Linked DNA regions of Lactuca sativa: region 2 is linked to region 1. A link is a contact called in public Hi-C data. All regions are on one chromosome and are shown on one strand. The core of a region is the stretch at or near the end of the contact, and the rest is flanking DNA. Distances in the headings are between cores, read along the strand shown.

Region 1 (2,700 bases), core at 141-2,640:
ATGAAAATGAGAAAGTGGCGCTAACAAAAGCTTGGATTGCAATATCTACCGATGAGCTTATTGGAAATGACCAATCCAGGACGACATTTTGGAACCGCGTTCTAGCACATTCTATTTGCAAATGGGAAAATGTGAATATCAGAGTTATGATGGTGTCAACGGAAAATGTCATGAGGTAAGAAGTAGTTGTACAAGTTTCAATGGAATTTGCTTCAACCTGACAAACATGCATCGTAAAAGGTGTAATGATTTCGATATTTTAAGTACCTCTCTTTAAGAATACAAAACCACCCATGGTGGTAAACCATTTGGCCATCAAAAAGCTTGGTGTGTTATGCTTGCCGACCCAAAATGGTTCCTTGATCCGAGTACACTTAGTCACTCGAAAATGCAATCCATCGACTCCAACAAACGAGCGAGAACTTCGGACTTAGAAGCGGGTTTGAGAATTGACCTCAATGAAGATGATGATGATAATGAGGAACTGAGAGGGGTCACTCTTCGACGCCCAATGGAAAGGGACATGGCAAAAATGCGACATCTTCATCGACAAGGGACAAGGGAAAAAAATCCATTGAAACGGAACCAAATTTCGTTCAAATGCTTTCGAAAAAACTTGATGATCATCTTGACTTTCTTCAAAAAAAAGTTAGAGTACAACACCGCAGACAACGACTTCAAAATAGTAAACACGCCGTCTCATCTGGACCTTCCATTAACTCGATCTTTTCAACAAGCTCAAACGCAAGACGAAAGATAAGTATAACGATTTTAATCTTTAAGTTTCAATGTAATTTTTAATTTACATGTGACGTTATTTATAATTTTATGTTATTTTAAAGTTTTTTTAATGTAATTTTTATTTTCAACTTTTAATTTGGTTTAATGAAATTTTAATTTTATTTTAAAAACCTTGTATATTTATTAAAACTAAGTGTCCGAAAAAAAATAAAAAAATATTTAGATAATGTGAAGTATTCAATATTTTCTAAATAGAATAAGTATTAGTACGGATGTTGCAAAGTTGAGGTATCATTAATCGTGACAAAGTTTTTAAACAAACAAATTATAGACCATTATTTATAGCCTAACCAAATTGTTTTTATTTTATTTTATATATATCTAACATAATTCTAGTATTATGAAATGTTAGTAATCATTCTCATTTGAAATCAAAAAATTCCATATCAAATTGCATAAAGTTAATTACGCCCATGTATATCGTATAGCGAGACAAAAATTAAACTAAATATTATAAAAACGAAAATTAAGAACAAGAAACTATAAATTAACAACGAAAAGGTCTTCATGTTCAAATCCACGCGCGGCCGACGAGCGTCTTGTACGACAGAGTTTTGAGTTGTTCAAGAAACGTAGGAAGTCATCTGACACTTCATAATCTCTTTGGAGAGAGATAAAAAAAAATTAAAAGAAAAAAAAAAAAAAACTCCTTTTCTTCCTTTGTTTATGATGGGTTCGATCTCTCTTTCTCTCTCCATCTACACCCATGAATCTCCGTGAAGAAAATTCTGTTTCCCCACTACCCGTTACGGTTTCTCGATAAAAGAAAGAAGAAATTCAGAAAAAGTTTTTAGAGAGAGAGGGGAAATGGGAAGGATTAGAGAGAGAAAGACTGTTTTTGGTGTTCATTCTCCTTCTACTTTTAATGGCAAAAAATTCCAATTTTCATATTCATACACCCAAGAACAAATAGTATTGCTGTTAATAGTTTTAATTATTATTAATACAATACCATACACATTTACTTTTGTTTTTATACATTTATTATTATCACAATTCGTCAATCTTCAAATCTCACCGCACATCTCTTTCATGATGATAATATTATGTTAGCTACAAGATCATATGTGGAGAGAGAAAGTAATAGTGAGAGAGAAAGTTTTTGTTAATTTCTTCTTACTTATTGTCTTTACTTTTTCTTCGACGATACCCTAATTTCAGATGCCTATTCTCTCTCAACAAACCCTAGTTTTTCAACCAGGAACTTCGATTTGGTCGAATCAAGTGTTTTTTGATGTTTTAGCTGCTAATTAACCCGGTTTCTGTGTTGGGTTTGACCTCAATTGCAAAACGGAGTTCGCGATTTCGATCTTCTTAAGCTAATGGACGGTGGTGCTAGCGGCCATGGCGGCGGTGGTTCGGAAGGGGAGAACAAAAATTCGGCTGAAGGAGGAGAGCCGAAGGTGAAGAGGAAGATGAAGACAGCTTTCCAGTTGGAGATTCTCGAGAAAACTTACGCTGGTTTGTGTTTCTTTCTAATCTTCACAATCTCTCTTCGTTTTCATCTCACTTCCAATTCAGTAACTTCATAAACTTGATTGAATTTCTAGTCGAGGCATATCCAGCGGAAGCTCTTCGAGCAGATTTATCAGTCCAGTTGGGTTTGACCGATCGGCAATTACAGATGTGGTTTTGTCACAGGAGGTTAAAAGATAGAAAAACTCCACCTGTTAAACGACCAAAGAAGGAAATATCTAGTAGTGGTGGAGGTGGTGGTGATGATGTAATGGTGTCCGGTGAGGGTTTACCTAATGAACATGGTGGTTCTGGTGGATCAGGTTCCGGGTCGAGCCCATTTGGGCATACGGGTCGCCCTGTGCCAGCCATGGTTGCAACCGCAAGTGGAAGGGTTCCAGCTGTGGTTGCTGCACCCATAGACATGCCACCTGTCAAGAGGTA
Region 2 (2,700 bases), core at 125-2,624, 310 kb before region 1:
CTTCCTAAACTCTTGCATTCTCCCAGACTTACAGGAAGCTCACCGGAAAAGGAATTTCCGATCAGTACTAGATCAAATAATTCGCCCTTTTCGCATAAGCTACTCGGAAGTTCACCGAAGAGTTTATTGAACGACACATCAAGTGTTTTCAGAGAGGAATTGCTTCCGAGATCACTGGGAAGAGGACCAGTTAACGAATTGTCGAATAATCTGAGATCATACAAGTTTGGAGATCGAGCTAAGCTTTCCGGTATCAGACCCTGTAGTTTATTATCAGCGAGACAGAGTGATTCGAGGGGCAATTTGCATAACTCAACCGGAATTGTTCCGGTGAAACTATTCACCGACAGATCGATTTTTCTCAGTTCGGGGAGGTTTGACCAATCCTTTTTTGGCAAATCGCCGGAAAGTGAGTTGTTATAGAGCTCGAGTTGGTAGAGTTTCCTGAGTTGGAAAATGACAGCTGGGAATGGACCAGTGAGTGAATTGTAAGATAATTCGAGATCAGAAAGCTTCTGTAATTTCGAAAATGTCTCCGGGATTGTTCCGACGAAGCTACATGAACTGAGCCAAAGATGTTCGATGTTGGAAAGGTTTCCGAGTTGAGGAGGAATTGGAGCAGGAAGAAAGTAATTGTAAGCAACACTGAGTTCTTTAAGCGTGGTTACGTTTGTGAGAATAACAGGGAATGATCCATTCAGATAGTTGTTGATGAGAATGAGTGATTCTAGTCGCCGGAACAATCCAAAACTACGTGGGATTTCGCCGGAGAAGCTGTTGTCTTGCAGGTTGAGATAAACCAAGTTTGGGATGTCGGAGAGCGTCGATGGAAGCAGACCGTCGAAATAGTTTGCGGAGAGGTCAAGAGACGTGAGGTTGCGGCAGGTGGAGATGGTGGCGGGGATGGTGGAGTTGAGACTGTTGTCGCTGAGCGAGACGATAGATAAAGAAGGTAGACGGCAGAGACCGATGGGAAATGGGCCGGCGAGGGAGGCGGAGGGGAGTTCGATGGAAGTGACGGTGGAGCGGCTGCAGGTGACGCCAAACCAGTTGCATGGTTTGTCGTCGGCGGGGTTCCAGTCGGAGAGGATTCCACTGGGATCGATGAGGGTGGATTTTATTTGGATTAAATCAAGACCTTCTTGGTTCAAAGAGAGGGAGGTGGTGGTTGATAATAGCAAGAGACATAACAATAGAAGTGAAGGTGGCGACGGCGGTGGTCTCGACGGCAGGGGTGGCGGTGGCATGGTGGGAATGGAGGATTTGGCAAGGAGATGTGAAAATTTGTGTATTGTTGTTTTTCAATGAAGGGGGGACTTTAGAGTAAACAAAAGCATAATTGATCGGGGAAAGACAACTACTAACAACCATCAAATTAGTTTATTAAATATAGTTTTAAATAGACAATTTAAAAATTAATATCTATATAAACAAAATATATATTTTGAGCATATTGAATAATATTTCAAAGTCTTGATGTTCATACACATTTATACTATTTTAATGTTTGGCGAACAGTAAAGTATTGATATTTTTTTAGTGTTAACATTTCCACATATTTCAAATTTAAATGGTATTTTAACAGTAATATTTGTCTTTTATAATATCGTATTAAAATTTATTCTGATATTAATTTATAAGATATAACAACGTAAATAACAAATTTTACTTTGTAATATATTTGCCTTAAAAATATTATATTTATACAAAATAATTAAGTAGATTAATTTATTTTATTAATAATTATTTAATAATAAAATTTATAAAAATATTATAATAAAAGATATATAAATCAAAATTCCACAACAACAATTACATTAGACTTTAATCTTTATACCATACATAAAAAATGAGAATTTTTTTTTCTTACATCACGTTTGAAACGAAAAACAAAAACAAAGTTATGAAATTAATCTTTAAGACTGTAATCATTCAAATTATTATTATTTTTTTAATATTTAAAGTGGTCATCATCACTACCAAAGGTACAAACATCCAATGCATCATATGGTTTTCTATATCTCAATCTTCCTTATCGATTTCATAATAGGCATTTCAGTGATCATAAACACTTGAACGAAGAGCATAAACCAAAAAAAAAAAAGTACAATTATGAATCCATAGTGTACAGATAAAATTTGCGAAGAAAGGTACATACGAGGGACACCCTTTGATTCTCAATGGGTTTGTCTTTTTCCATTTCATTTCATTGGAGGAAAAGAGGGACATTGCAACTTAGTTCCCAACCAACAACCAACTGATGATTTCTTTCATTTATGACAAATATTCTTCAACTCTTTTACCTGTTGTAGTCTATGTGAATCTTGAAAAGAAAAGATAAAGAAGAGAAAAAAAATCTACAAATGGACATGAGCGATACACTAGCTGTAGAATTAGAGGGGTGAAACTAAACCTTCAAAACAAAAACTTAATATGAAATATTCTTAAATGTTCATCGAAGTGGAACTTATCGACTATTTGGTGTCTTTGAAGTCTTGTATAATTGTCTTTAAACTAATATTTTCATGAAGTTTCCTTTCGAAGTACAAAGCCATGAATTATTCAAAAATTTTATAATATGAACACTAGTTGTGAGACCGTATGTTATACGGGTTGGATAGAACAAAAAAAATTAAACATGAACATTTAAACAAAAAATTATTTTGATTTTAAATTTTAAATTTGAATTTGAATTTAAAA

Evidence for each region. Hi-C and Micro-C count contacts between places; a contact is called where the count stands out from the background.
Region 2: a contact with region 1 is called in a Hi-C map of leaf, with 10 times the contacts expected there. The contact joins the promoter of LOC111906706 here to the promoter of LOC111906707 in region 1. A contact is called at or near these places in 3 of 4 Hi-C or Micro-C datasets (bud, leaf and seed).

Annotation. Positions count from the first base shown.
Region 1 is chr8:238,099,229-238,101,928 of Lsat_Salinas_v11, reverse strand. LOC111906707 (homeobox-DDT domain protein RLT2) reads left to right here and starts at 1,390. Exons shown (of 18, transcript XM_023902477.3): 1 at 1,390-2,262; 2 at 2,352-2,700. The coding sequence starts at 2,124.
Region 2 is chr8:238,404,901-238,407,600 of Lsat_Salinas_v11, reverse strand. LOC111906706 (receptor-like protein kinase HSL1) reads right to left here and starts at 1,374. Exons shown (of 2, transcript XM_023902476.3): 1 at 1-1,374. The coding sequence starts at 1,247.